Linked DNA regions of Mus musculus: regions 2, 3, 4 and 5 are each linked to region 1. The links are chromatin contacts, called in public HiChIP or PLAC-seq and promoter capture Hi-C maps. All regions are on one chromosome and are shown on one strand. The core of a region is the stretch at or near the end of the contact, and the rest is flanking DNA. Distances in the headings are between cores, read along the strand shown. Region 1 holds the start of Birc5 (baculoviral IAP repeat-containing 5). Region 2 holds the start of Cbx4 (chromobox 4). Region 3 holds the start of Cbx2 (chromobox 2). Region 4 holds the start of Prcd (photoreceptor disc component). Region 5 holds the start of Ube2o (ubiquitin-conjugating enzyme E2O).

Evidence for each region. Promoter capture Hi-C pulls out the DNA fragments that hold promoters and counts their contacts. HiChIP or PLAC-seq counts read pairs in DNA pulled down with a chosen protein or histone mark.
Region 2: a contact with region 1 is called in a promoter capture Hi-C map of liver, with 4 times the contacts expected there. The contact joins the promoter of Cbx4 here to the promoter of Birc5 in region 1. A contact is called at or near these places in 1 of 39 promoter capture datasets (liver) and 1 of 115 datasets of contacts at active chromatin or transcription factors (pancreatic cancer cells).
Region 3: a promoter capture Hi-C map of liver shows a contact between it and region 1, with 3 times the contacts expected there. The contact joins the promoter of Cbx2 here to the promoter of Birc5 in region 1. A contact is called at or near these places in 2 of 39 promoter capture datasets (the C10 cell line and liver) and 1 of 115 datasets of contacts at active chromatin or transcription factors (pancreatic cancer cells).
Region 4: a contact with region 1 is called in a FOXA1 HiChIP or PLAC-seq map of pancreatic cancer cells. The contact joins the promoter of Prcd here to the promoter of Birc5 in region 1. A contact is called at or near these places in 1 of 39 promoter capture datasets (hippocampal neurons) and 1 of 115 datasets of contacts at active chromatin or transcription factors (pancreatic cancer cells).
Region 5: a contact with region 1 is called in a promoter capture Hi-C map of liver, with 4 times the contacts expected there. The contact joins the promoter of Ube2o here to the promoter of Birc5 in region 1. A contact is called at or near these places in 3 of 39 promoter capture datasets (hippocampal neurons and liver).

Annotation. Positions count from the first base shown.
Region 1 is chr11:117,847,887-117,850,586 of GRCm38.p6, reverse strand. It overlaps Birc5 (baculoviral IAP repeat-containing 5), which reads right to left and starts at 1,350. Exons shown (of 4, transcript NM_009689.2): 1 at 1,126-1,350; 2 at 724-833. The coding sequence starts at 1,236.
Region 2 is chr11:119,084,780-119,087,515 of GRCm38.p6, reverse strand. Cbx4 (chromobox 4) reads left to right here and starts at 1,279. Exons shown (of 5, transcript NM_007625.2): 1 at 1,279-1,567; 2 at 1,716-1,759. The coding sequence starts at 1,499.
Region 3 is chr11:119,021,644-119,024,343 of GRCm38.p6, reverse strand. Cbx2 (chromobox 2) reads right to left here and starts at 1,323. Exons shown (of 5, transcript NM_007623.3): 1 at 1,164-1,323; 2 at 1,043-1,086; 3 at 104-169. The coding sequence starts at 1,235. It overlaps Gm35829 (a long non-coding RNA gene), which reads left to right and starts at 505. Exons shown (of 3, transcript XR_389218.4): 1 at 505-1,071.
Region 4 is chr11:116,655,820-116,658,530 of GRCm38.p6, reverse strand. Prcd (photoreceptor disc component) reads right to left here and starts at 1,423. Exons shown (of 5, transcript NM_001163318.1): 1 at 1,224-1,423; 2 at 925-993. The coding sequence starts at 1,294.
Region 5 is chr11:116,580,043-116,582,742 of GRCm38.p6, reverse strand. It overlaps Ube2o (ubiquitin-conjugating enzyme E2O), which reads left to right and starts at 1,296. Exons shown (of 18, transcript NM_173755.3): 1 at 1,296-1,731. The coding sequence starts at 1,330.

The DNA.
Region 1 (2,700 bases), core at 101-2,600:
TGCCCAGTTCCTGGGCTGGAAGTTCAGAGTTGGGGGCAAAGTATGCCAGGGAGGGAGTGAGGGATGCTGGGAGAGCCTGGAGTCCAGGTCTGCTTTGATATGTAGAATAAGCACCTCAGTTCCTACTCCTGGGGTCTGAAACCAAACAGGGGCCACTGAAATGGCCCAGGTGAGGATGCTTGCTGCCAAACCTGCTCACCTGAGCTCAATTCCAGGGACCAACACAATAAGAGAGAAGTTATCCCCCCAAGCTGTCTTGACACCAACATCCACCATGACACCCACATCCAAACATACACAAATAGAAATATAAATTAAGTAATAATAACATATTTAAAAATTTGGTTGGGCAGTGGTGCTGCACGCCTTTAATCCCAGCACTTGGGAGGCAGAGGCAGGCGGATTTCTGAGTTCGAGGCCAGCCTGGTCTACAGAGTGAGTTCCAGGACAGCCAAGGCTGCACAGACAAACCCTGTTTTAAAACAAAAACAAAACACAACAAAAAAACCTCAGGCAAAACCATGCATGTTGGCAACACTCAGGAAACCAAGGCAGAAATTGAGAATTCAAGACTAGTCTGAGCTGTATAACTGGAACACTTGAGCAAGAAGCATGCTCTTCTACTAAATACAAATGGTTTGTCCCAACTCCAGTTCAACCCAAAAGGCTCTCAATGGAAGGGGAACACCAGGAAACCCACCGAGAGTAGCCTGTGGGACTTACATCGGGTTGTCATCGGGTTCCCAGCCTTCCAATTCCTTAAAGCAGAAAAAACACTGGGCCAAATCAGGCTCGTTCTCGGTAGGGCAGTGGATGAAGCCAGCCTCCGCCATCTGAAAATGACAGCTCGTGAGCGGGATCAACAGTCTGACCTTATCCCATGATTCCCAGAGATCGTTCCGGGCCGAGAACTGAGGACAGTGGGAAGAGGCCCGGAGGCTAACAGTGGTTCAGGCAGAGGGTGGGGAGAGCGGGGGGGGGGGGTGGCCTCGTGGAGGACAGAGCAGAGCAAAGCAGCCTGGCTAACAGTACGAAGCGAGGGTGGGGATAGCGGGTTCTGATCCCGGGTCACACAACTAAGGCACCGTCGGGCCCAGGGTGGAGTCGCTGGAAGCTGGGACTCACTCGCTCTGGGGTGCAGGCGCAGTCCTCCAGGAAGGGCCAGTTCTTGAAGGTGGCGATGCGGTAGTTCTTGAGGTACAGCTGCCAGATCTGGGGCAGCGCCGGAGCTCCCATGATGGCGTCACCACAACCTCCGCCAAGACGACTCAAACGCAGGATTCAAATCGCGCGGGCGGAGGCGCGCCGCAGAGCATGCCGGGAGAGCCCCGGCCCCACGCCCTCGCCCGCTGCCTTCTGGGAGTGGACGGCGCGAGGCGAGCCGGGAAAGTCCCGCCCCACGCCCATCTGCGCCTGGCCTTGTGGGCGTGGCGGGCGCAGGGCATGCTGGGAGTTGTACCTTCTGCTGCGGTTCCTTCTTGCTATTCTGACTCGAATCTTCCGCAGCTGCTCCCCAGAGGACACGGAGGGTGGCCGAGGGCGGTGGACGGGCCTGGGGCACCTCTTTAAAGCATGTCCGCTGCAAGTCCCATGTGCTCTGCAGGTTCTTCCTGCCTCAAGGTTTGCAGGATTTGGCCAGCTAGATATCGGAATGGAAGTGCCTCGGACCCACCCACAGGCTGGTGGAGGGGCGCCCTTAGGAAGACAGGAGACCCTCCTCCCTGCAGCAGCCGCCATCCTTCCTATAGACACCCTGGGATGGAGGCGGGGTCTGTATGTCCCAGCGCTGGAAAAGAAAGTCAATGGGTGTCTATTTCTGAGACCATCGGCCTGGCTCAGACCAAAGGGAAGCAGCCATACACCGCAAGAGAGTCCAGGAGCAGAAGAAAAATACTGCTTCCTGGGTGTGACTGTTGGCTGCTGAGCCTGCCTTGCTGCGGGCCCGTTTTCAGTGTCTCTGTTCCTGTCGGGCGGCCTGTGGTTGCAGTGGCTTCTAAAGAGCTTCACACTGCAGACAGCAGGCTGGGCATGCCCCGAACACAGCCCAGGTTGGCGTTGCAAACGAGTGCCCTGATAATTCGGTTTCCTTTTCAATAAATCTCAGTAGGCTTCCTGCCAGTGGGCCTCCAATGAGCTCCAGGCCACCTCACAGATTGTGAGGAAGAACAGATCATACCACATAGGCAGCTGGAACAAGAGGGGTTTTGTCACGTCCCGAAGAAACATGGATCAAGTATCAATTCCTGTGGCTCCCCCCAGCTCTTCTCACCCTGCCCCTATCCTAAACCTCACCAGTCCAGCGTTTGAGCTTCTCTTCCCTGTATAGACCAGCCATTTCTACAGCTTGCTCCCTTGGTCTGAAACTTTCCACTTCTCTCTTGGTCCTCTTCCCTCTCTCATCTCTTCCTCTCCTCTCTCATGGCCCGGTTCAGATAGGACTCTTCCCTGTAGTGAGAATTTGAGTTTCTCTAAAAGCCCAGTTATGTTTTATGAATGTGTTTTTGTTTTAATCCCAGGTGTGGAGTAAGAGGTGGCTTCCCAGCAAATAATTAGGGTTTGCCTTGCGCAAGGGTGTGATTTTTGCCAACTTCAGGAGAGCGTTTATTGTTTGGAATTCTGGGAAGTCTTTAGAGGGTATAAATGCCTTGAGCCCTGAGAGAGACAGGGGTGCTCTGAAGAGGCTGCTCCTCCCCCTGCTGT
Region 2 (2,736 bases), core at 30-2,529, 1.2 Mb before region 1:
GCGACCCCACGGATCTCCCAGGCCCACTGTGGCGCCCTCGGAAGGCCGCGTCTGGCGCAGCAGCTCCCCCAGCCGGACGCTGGCGCTGAATACCCCTGAACGTGCGGGGCTGGCCGGCTCCGAGGTGCTAAACTTCACACTCCAGGGCTCCAAAGGCCGCGTCAGCAGGGCTTGGCTGTCAGAGACCAGAGGACGGGAATTCAGGAAGACACTGTGGCTCCTTGGCCATTTCCCCTCCCCTTCTCGCAGTCCACTCATCCACCAACCCTCCGCCTCAACATCTACTTGGTCCTCCCCACTCTTACTTTTGAGGCTCTTCCATGAAGCCCCACGAAGTCCCCTTGGACCCCCCAGACTCATTCACCCCCATATTCATTCTCTCTCTCTCTCTCTCTCTCTCTCTCTCTCTCTCTCTCTCTCTCCCCCTCTCTCTCTCTCGCTCTCTCTCTCTCTCTCTCTCTCTTCTCCCAGCATCTCAGACTAAGCAAGAGGCCTTGCTTAGAAACTGCCCCTTCCCCGCGAATGAGTGAACCAAGTGTAAATTAGAAGCCGTTCAGAATCTTGGGTGGCATCGGATTCAGAGCCCCTTTCTGCTGAGGTTCTTGAGTGCTAAATGCCCCGTGGCCAGCTGTTTCTTTGTCCCTGTCTTCGCCTCTCCGTGCTCCTCCACTTGTCCAAGTCCTCAGTCTTCTGGCTCTTTCTCTCCCCACCTCGCGGCCTAAATGCCCAGAGACTGGCGGGGCGGGGCGGTGGGCACCGAGGGTGGGGTCCTGAACTGCCCCCGCCTCCATTCCGCCCCCTGCCGGAAAGTCCCCTGTGCTTCCAGAGCTCTGCTGGACAGATGTAGTTGGGAGCAACTGTAAAGTGCAGCGGGTGCTTCCGTGGCCCCCAGCAGGGATCCCCGGGCCTTGCACAAGCAGAAACAGAGGCCGAGGGTGGGGACGGGAGAGTCCCAAGTGTCCGGCTGCGGATCAGAGTGGGCCCGGTCGAGGTGCCCACCCTGGCCGCCTAGGCAGAGACACCTCTATTCCGCGGCCCCAGCTCACTTTCCCGGCTCTCAGATCCCTCCCCTGCACCTCCCCGCGCCCTCCTCCTCCCCAGCCTCCTCCCGCGCCCTCCTCCTTCCCTGCTGCCCAGACCGGGGGCCTCGGGTAGGCCGGGCTGCGCCAATCCGAGGCGCGTCCCGCCTCCTGACGCCGAGCTGGGCCCTGCGAGGCCCCGCCCGCTGACGTCCGGGATTTGCATGAGTTCTCGTGCCGCGGCGGCCCGGGCTCAGTTGTCTGAGCGAGCGAGCGAGCGAGCGAGCGCGAGCTGAGAGCCGGCGGGTGCAGGCAGCGGCGGCGGCGGCGGCGGCCAGGCTGTTGAGGGGCGAGTGGCGGCGGCGGGGGCCGGGCGCGTGGCGAGGTCCACGCGCAGGATCGTATCGGGGCGCCGGCGGGAGCTAGCTGTGTCTGCAGCCGCGCCGGCCGCTTGCGCCCCTGAGCGCTCGGGTTCGGCCATGGAGCTGCCAGCTGTTGGCGAGCACGTCTTCGCGGTGGAGAGCATCGAAAAGAAGCGGATACGCAAGGTAGGGGTGGCGCGCGGGTGGCGGCGCCGAGGCGCGGGAGCGGCGGCGGGAGCAGCGAGCGAGAGGCGCGGAGGGGGTGGGGAGGCTGCGGGCCGGAGCCGGGGATCCCGCGGAAGCTGATGGAGTGCTGTCTCTTCCCCCCCTACAGGGCAGAGTGGAGTATCTGGTGAAATGGAGAGGCTGGTCCCCCAAGTAAGTGGCGGCGGGGGCCGGGTGCCTCGGCACCAAGCGCCCTGGCCAGCAGACCCGTGGAGCTGGTGGGGTGGTGGGGGAGCGGACGGGAGGCGGGGTGGAGGTGGGGTGGAGAGAGGAGGGGGTGGGGAAGTCGGTGGCAGGCACTGGGAAGCGGAGCAGCCGAGCCCGAGCCGGGCGCCCTGTGTTGTGCTCCGCTCTCCGGGAAATGCCATCACTAATTTATGCGCTAAAAGGAGCCGGAGGAGCTGGAGAGACGCGGGGCCGAGCCCGGGAGGCCGGCGGAGGGAGGGAGGGCGCAGGCACTGACTGATGTGCAGCAGAAAATGGCTCCTTTCCCCTTTCCCTCCACCGAACGGCTCCATATTGCAAAACCAAAAAAAAAAAAAAAAATTTTTTTTAAAAGCGACGAAAATGCAATTGTATGCGTCCTCCCTCCTGGTGGTGCAGGGTAGGGAAGAAAAAAGACAGAAAATGTTGGGAACTGTCACTGCAGCTCTTTCGATGGGGAATTTTTTTTTTAATTTGAAATGCGAAGGCACCGGATGGAGACAGGCGCAGGCACACACACACACACACACACACACACACACACACTCGGAGAGGGAGAGGGAGAGGGAAAGAGAGGCATATTTTTGTACTGCTGAGTATTTGGGGTTTGCTTGCCAGTGACAGCGGTCTCCTGGGCCTTGAGGGGGGCGCTGAGCTGTGAGTTACCGGATTAGGGGTCCAATGCAGACCAGCTGAAGCCCTACTGGAGACTTGGGCTGGGGATAGGGAGGGGGACTGCGACTTTGCTTTTGGGCTGCTTTGCACGGAGGGTTTCTGGAGAGGAAAGTGGCCTTGGAACACGTCACAGTAACATGCTTAAAATTCTTGACGACTGCAAAATAAACTGCTAGTTTCGTTTTCTTCACCCCCTCCTTTCCTCCTGCCCTTGTGTGTGTATTTTAACTTGGGGGGTAATCAAGGGCCAT
Region 3 (2,700 bases), core at 74-2,573, 1.2 Mb before region 1:
GAGGCCTTAAAGTGCTCCACCACAGGCTTCCCCACACCACAGCCCCAGGCCACTGTGTCACCAGCCAATTCCACCCAACTCTCCCCTCCTCCAGAGTTCTCACTTCTTCTGGAAGGCTAGGAGCAGCCTCGGGTCCAAAATGTTCTCTTCTGGCTCCCAGCTGTTGTGTCTGGAAAAGCAAAGCAAAGGGGGGTGGGCGGGCTGGTGAGCAGCATCCAGGTGGGCTGCCGGGGACAGCTCCCACAGCCCCGCTGGGACAAGGGGCACTGCGGCAGAGGCTGTCCTCTGAGGTCTTAGAAGTCCTTAAAGTTAGTTAGCATCCCAGCCTCAAACCCACAGGCAAACTGCCACCTCAAACCCCAGCAGGCCAGGAGAGGACTCGACAGTCTACACTGGGAGGAAAACAAACCCCAACAAAGAGCAAAGCTGCCGAGGGAATCCCCTGGGCCTGGCCCGGAGCCAGGGAGGGGAGGGAAGGCAGGTAGGGGAGGGGGAGCCGGGGGGCACAGACGGAACAAAGTGGAGGATACCACCGAGAGCGCGGGCAGGGCACCGGGTTTGGGGAGTGGTATCTGGAGGGGATGGGGCTCAGGAAGGAGGGTGGCGGGGCAGCTACAAAGGAAGCCCTTTCCGGAGAAGGCCGGGTCCCCGTCCCTCATTGAGAAGAAAGCAAGCTCGGGCCGGGGGTAGGAGTAGGTGGGGGAGCCCTCCCACCAGTAGGAAGCTCAGGTTACAGCAGGATAACTTGGGCAAGGGGAGGGGGCCCGCGTCCCGCGCCAGCCGCGGCCAGCTCCTGGGCGGGGGCGCATGCAACAAATGGGCGCCAGAAGCGCGCGGCGCGGAGGCGGGCCGGGCTCCAGGGACTCGGGGCTGGAGGCCGCCCTGCTCGCTCCCCGTGGGCTCGTAAACAAAGGGCAGCGCCAGTCGGCCAGAGTCCTCTGGGTCCCGAGGCACAGGACTTCCCGCCCGGGCCTGCGATGCGAGGGTTCCCACCCAGGCCGGGAGGCGCGCGCGGGAAGGCGGCCGCGCACCGGAGACTCACTTGGAGGACCAGCCGCGCCACTTGACCAGGTACTCCAGCTTGCCCTGCGGAGAGATAAGAGCGGGCGGTTAGCCCCGCAGAGCGCCAGGCGCACGCGGGGAGCGGGCGGGGGCTCACGCACCTTGCGGAGCCGCTTGCTCAGGATGCACTCGGCGGCGAAGACCTGCTCGCCCACGCTGCTCAGCTCCTCCATGCCGCCGCCCGCCGCGGCCCGCGCCCCGCAGACCCCGGCTCACTGCTGCACACAAAGCGCCGCCCCCGCCGCGCCCCGCCCCGCGCACGCGCGCCGGAGTCGCCCGCGCTGCTCTACCCGCAGCCGCCGGGCCAATAGGCGCGCCGGGCGCGCGGGGCGGGGCGCGCATTGTTCGTGGTAGCCGCGGCGGGGACCAGTCCGTGGGGTTGGGCGCTCTCTGCACTGTGTCGGGAGGCTGCGTGCTCCGGGAATCCTGGGGTCCGGCCGCTCCGGATCGCAGGTCCCTGCGGAAAGCTATTGTTTGGCCAGAGGGCGGCGAAGCGGGGAGCACGCGGCGCTTCTTGCCCCCGCCAGTGAGGGGCGCTGCTCCCCACTAGTCCTCTACCAGTCAGGGGTACAAAAAGAGTGGAAAAGTACGGGGTTCGGGAGGGGACACCGAAAAAGGAGCCTCGAAACTCTACTTAAGGTTGTAGATGAAAAATTCAGGTCACTGGAAGAAGACTGAACTCCGAACTCTTAACTAAAGAGTTGTGAAAATGGGACCTAGTTCCCCGACTTTTAGTACGCGCGTGGGGACACAACCAACTTGATTTTTTTCTTAGTTTATTTCACGATTTTGGTGACGTCGACGTGGGCCAGAGGGATCGGTGTGCAGACTTGGGTGTAACTGGATTCTTGTCACTGCTTGCTAGCTCTGCTAGTAAAGTCCTTTGGATCAATTTCCAGGGGTGGCCCCGGTCCTCCCAGGTCGCCATGGCTTAGGCGCCCTACCCATTTATTTTCCCGCTCAGACATAAATTCCGTTGAACAGTCTCCTTTGTAAGTTTTGAAGCGAGTCAAGCACATGATGAAAGAAGCGTTCTCTCATTTAATAAAGCAGAATCCAATGAAAATTCGCTTTCTGGTTTTGCCTCTTTCTTGAACAGGCTGCGAATCCAAAGTCACACCTTTGTAGGACCTTGTCTTCACGTAACCGTGAACCTATTTATGAAGGAGTAATATCTTTTGGTTGTAAAGCTTTCTGCCCTAAGAAACGAATATCGGGAAACCACTGGGTTTTAGGGTATTCTTCAGTTTAGTTGGTTGGTTAAATCTGCTTTGGAAAGAGCTCGCAGCTGTTTGCAGAGGGGGCAGGGAAAGAGACATTTTTTTTCCTTCTTTTTTCCTTCTTGAGAGCGCAATGATTGCTCATTTAGGTGCTTGGTGCAGTAGTGGATGAAGCAAGGGGGAAGAGAGCCGCTGAAGTCTCCCAGACAGCTCTTTTTGTCCCTGTTCAGATCAGCTGGGCAGTAAATGGTTGCGCTGTACAAAGGTGTGCTTATTGTAATCCTATAAATAGCTGGATCCATTTCAACTGCTGCTTGCGCTTCGGGATTCTATGGGGTGTCACATTTACTGTTAGAATCTGCCCACTATTCCCTTTCTGGAACAGGGTATACCAACACAGTTGCTTACTTATTTTTTA
Region 4 (2,711 bases), core at 174-2,673, 1.2 Mb after region 1:
GGGAGTACCACTATGCAGCCCAGAGTACAGCTAGCACGAGTTCCCAGTTCCACTGTGCTTCCGCAGCTGTGCAGCTGTTGTCCACAACTCCAGCTTTAGGGGGCATGGTATGTGTTTACCCGCCCACACTGACTTGAGCCAAGTTAGTAAGGACACCCTCCTCCTGTGGGCCCCAAATCCTGAAGGCCCGGGAGATCTTTTTTGCCCTTTGTTTTCACTAAAAGTGAGAGTTGATCTTGGGATCCTGCCCATGCTAGGGAGTCCACGGGACATAACCTTACACATAGGTACTAAATTGACACTTTTGTAGTGTCTTGACGGGCGTGGAGACTCTGGAAAACCAGGGAAGGAAAAGTCAGGAAGAATGCACAACTTTGCCTCCCCAAAGGCCACATGGCTGCAACCTAAGGAAGAGTTAACTTTCAGGCCATTGGAGACAGCGTCCTGCCCGCAGGGGCAGCCCAGCCAATGACACTTAGTGTCGATGACGTCATGCACCTCCTGCGCCTTCTATTGGGGACTGGACAGCGAATCCTGCTGGAGGTTCAGGCAACGGAGCTGCAGAGCCCGTCCGTGGCAGAGGAAGGAGGAGGAGGAGGGCCAAGGACAAGAGAGCAGCAAATCGACCCAGAGTGGCTCCTGCCTCCTCCCTCTGCTCCCTGCTCCTCCAACAGAAGGTCCTCCTGGGGACTGCCCCACACTCACATCACAGAAGCAAAGCCACACAGCATTGGTTCAGAAAAGAGGAGCAAGGACTCCCTCTGCCACCTAACCTGCCCACTACACAAGGAGTGACTGGTGAGGGCTAGGGCTAGGGCTAGAACTCGGTATTTGAGTGCCTGTGCGCGCATGCGCACACAAACACAGGCGCACACACCAATAGTTTCCTTAGCACTACTTTCCCCACTCCTGACTCTCTTTCACCTGCCGGTAGATTGAAGGTCTGTGTCTGAGCCGCTGCCCACGACTGTCCCGTCCACTCTGCTGGGCTCTCTGGAAGGGAAGAGCAGGCAAGAGAACCTGTAGGCAGTGCTCAGCCCCTGCCCCACCCCTTTACCACAGTCCAGCAGCACAGCACTGGCTGCTCCAACCCACACCACTAGCTCCAAGAGGGACCCCTCCAGGGTGTCCTTTGAATTCCTTTCCAGACCAGCTTGTCTGTAACTCTCCCTGGTGGTCCCTCCCACCCACGACCCCAATCCACAGCCCCATCAGTTTCTCACGGTTCCACTCGGTTGGTAAATCTACGGCGCCACAGCATGGCCAAGCTGAACAGGAAGAGGGTGGTGCACATGGCTCAGCTGCCCCATCCCCACCGACGACCAACTCCGCTGAAGAAGGCCACAGGGCCGGGGAGCCACAATGGCCAGCCTACCTCTCCCAAGCCACCGCTGTGTTTCCTGAAGTTCCTGGGAAGGGATTAGGACGTTCAAGCTGATTAGTGGAGTGGGCAGACCTGACCTTGTGAAGAGAGATTAAACTCACCAGGCCCAAGATCTCCCCTCTAGTGGCAGAGTAAGTCAGCCTCCTTCAAGGCATGCCAGGTAACCCTGAGTGCCCCTCCAGAATGTTCTACCCAGAACATTCACTACTATCCGGGCTTTGGCATCAAGGCACGTAGTGCAATCGAGCTAAGTGAGCTACTTCCATACACTGTTAAATGTACCTGCAGAGCACTTGAGGACTTAGAAGCATCAAGGATAGCTTCAAAGAGGATCTGGGGCCTTGGCCCGGTGACAAAGACCTGTAAGCCACTGGGGAGGGGAGGAGCACCTCAAGTTCAAAGCCTGGCTGAGCTCCAGAGAGCTCTGAGGCCAGCCTGGGAAACCTAATGAGAGTGTCTCAAAGAGCTCTGAGGCGATAACTCTGTAGCAGAGTACTTGCCTGGGGTTCCAAGGCCCTAAGTTCAGTCTCCCATACGGGAGAGAAAGAGTGAGCTATCACAGGAGGTGTCTGAACGTGCAGGTGCCAGAGAAGGACGGGCCCTCAGCCAACTCTGCCGGGCTGCTGACATGAAAGCTTGCCAGTCTTCAGGGACCGAGGCTGCGAGGCAGGGGAGTTGCACTGTCGCAGCCAAGGCAGGAGAGAATGGCAGAGAGGAGAAGAGATGGATGATGGGACCAGGAGGACCAGAGAGTAGAGCGTGTGTGTGTGTGTGTGTGTGTGTGTGTGTGTGTGTGTGTGAGTGTGTGTGTGTGTGTGCTCGAGCACGTGTGTGCGTGTGTGTGAGAGTATGTGCATGTGTGTGAGAGTGTGTGCGTGCACATGTGTGTGTGCGTGTGTGTGTGCGTGTGTGTGTGTGTGTGTGTGTGTGTGTGTGTGCATGCGTGCGCGTGCACCAGGCCTCCCCTGCACCTTCTGAGCTTTCCTAATTACACTCCCTTTGCAGTAAAAGGCAGAGTCGAGGTGTGCACACAGACAGAACTATAAATTCTATCTTATATAACAATCTTATGTAATTTAGATACAAATTATAAGCTTATCAATTATATACTAGACTACTGTACCAATATAATCCTATGTTATGGAGATACAACAGTCAGAGGAGAAGTTGAGAATCGATAGAAATACTCTTTGCACATCCCACCTGGACCTCCTGGGCAACTAGCTGCCTTGGGCAGTAGGGCTTGAGTCAGCAACACAGGGCTGAGACAAGGGCTGAGTGATGCTGGGACCTAAACCCACCTGGGCCATCACCTCTCCAGGACCTT
Region 5 (2,700 bases), core at 47-2,546, 1.3 Mb after region 1:
TTTTTTCTTTTCTTTTCTTTTCTTTTCTTTTCTTTTCTTTTCTTTTCTTTTCTTTTCTTTTCTTCTTTTCTTTTCTTTCTTTCTTTCTTTCTTTCTTTCTTTCTTTCTTTCTTTCTTTCTTTCTTTCTCTCTTTCTCCCCCCCCCACCTTTTTTTGATTTTTCAAGACAGGGGTTTTCTAATATATATATATATATATATATATAAAATTTTAAATTTCAATTAATTTTATTTATTTATTTTGGTTTTATTTTGTAGCCCTGGCTGTCCTGAAACTCACTTTGTTTGGTTTTTTTAAAGGCATTTTTTATTAGATATTTTCTTCATTTACATTTCAAATGCTATCCCCAAAGCCCCCTATACCCTCCCCTGTCACTTTGGGTTTTGTTTTTGTTTTTGTTTTTTGTTTTTGTTTTTGAGACAGGGTTTTTCTGTTTAGTCCTGGCTGTCCTGGAACTCACTCTGTAGACCAGGCTGGCCTCGAACTCAGAAACCCGCCTGCCTCCCAAGTGCTGAGATTAAAGGTGTGTGCCACTGCCTTGCAAGACTCACTTTGTAAGTCATGGCTGGCCTCGAATTCACAGATATCCTCCTGCCTCTGCCTTCCAAGTGCTGGGATTAAAAGCATGTGTCATAACTAAACCGCATTTAAAAAATTTTTGTTTGGCTTTTTTATTCTTTTGTTTGTTTTTACTTTTCGAGACAGGGTTTCTCTGTGTAGCCCTGGCTGTCCTGGACTCACTCTGTAGACCAGGCTGGCCTAGAACTCAGAAGTCCATCTGCCTCTGCTTCCCCAGTGCTGGGATTAAAGGCGTGCGCCACCACTGCTTGGCTTGTTTGGCTTTTTCGAGGCAGGGTTTCTCTGTGTAACCTGGACTTGCTTTGAGACCAGGCTGGCCTAAAACAGAGATGGGCTTGCCTCTGCCTCCTGAGAGCTGGGGGTTAAAGGCGTGGCCACCACGTCAGACCCGGGCATAATTTTTTTTTAAGAAATTACAGTCAGTTTTGCGTGCAGTCCCCGCCCCTCAACTCCGGTAGACCAGTACCCTTCCTCAGGCCCCTAATCCATCTTCGTTCCTGCAGCCCTGCCACGCCCCGCGGCAGTCCTTCCACCCCCGCCCCAAGCATCTTCAGCGTCCCCTAGCGACCGGGCGGCGGCTCCTAGCAACAGCATCCCGGCGCCCTAACGACGGCGGCACGCAGGCCTACGTCAGCGCGCTCGGCCCCGCCCCCGCGCCGCCGGCCCCGCCTCCCCGCGCCTTAGGCTGCCGCCGCCGCTACCGCCGCCGCTGTCGCTGCTGCCGCCGCCCGAGACTCGCGCAGAGCAGTTATGGCGGATCCCGCAGCGCCCGCACCCGCCCAGGCCCAGGCCGCCGCCGCCCCGACCCCGGCCGCAGCCCCCGCCGCCGCCGCCCCGCCGCCCGCGCCCGCTACGGACTCGGCCTCAGGGCCGTCCTCCGACTCCGGCCCCGAAGCAGGCTCACAGCGCCTGCTGTTCTCCCACGACCTGGTGTCCGGCCGTTACCGCGGCTCGGTGCACTTCGGGCTGGTACGCCTCATCCACGGCGAGGACTCGGACTCGGAGGGCGACGATGACGGCCGCGGCAGCTCGGGCTGCTCCGAGGCCGGGGGCGCGGGCCACGAGGAGGGCCGGGCCAGCCCTCTGCGGCGCGGCTACGTGCGCGTCCAGTGGTACCCGGAGGGCGTCAAGCAGCATGTGAAGGAGACCAAGGTGAGGCGGGCCGGGGCGGTCGGCAGGGCTCGGGGAGGGGAACGCCGCCTCGTCGCCCGGTGCACCGTCATCACACCGGCCTGGGCGCGCACGCCGGCAGGGCTGCTCCGGGCGAGGGGAGGGGCCTTGCGAGCGATGCTCGGCTGTGGTGTTGGCCTCGGGGTGATGGACGCGCACGGATGCCCGTGGGGACCTCCTCGGGCGCTGAGGCGCGTTCGGCGTTACACTAGTGCGGCGTTTTTTGCTTACAACCCCCACCGCTAAAGGAGGTCCGTGCTGCATTGTGCTTTCCGAAGGGAAGGCCGTGCCGGGGAGGGCTTGGCTGTGGGTATTCCAAAACAAAGATAGAGGTGAAAACCCAAGAAGTTGAGCAGATGCTGACGGAATGCATGGTGGGGCAGCGGCCCCACGTCTTTTTTGTTGTAACCCCTCTGCATCCTTTGAATTGCCTCGGAGAACTTTATGAGGGAAATGATGAACCAGTCCAGGGCCATGATATTAATAGTACTGAGGGAGATGGTGGCAGCTGCGACTGGGTGTCTAGGACTTCTTGGGGTGGGGTGGCCTATGAAATCGTGGACAGAAGAGAGAGGGACCAATGGGAAAAGCTGCATCTTGTTTTTTCGTTCTTTTGGTTTTAACCTGGGGCTCTTAAGCAAATACCACATTCTCCCACTGTTCGGGAAAGAGGCTTGTGAATGGAGCAGTTCTACAAGAGCGGACTGACATCATAAACCTAAGCCAAGATTGGTTTGCAGGCTTGTTTTCCTGAGTGTGTGGTTTTGTATCTGTCTCTCACATATCTTTACCTCACAGCTCCTCCTGTCCTGCCCCTCCCCATCAGGAAACATTTCTAAGCATGAATCAGGTCCCTGGAAGTGAGAGATCTGCTTTGGGGGAAGGCTGTTAAGTCACTGTTTTTTGCAGTGCTGAGGGTTGAACCCAGGAACTTGATGCTAAACCTCCAGC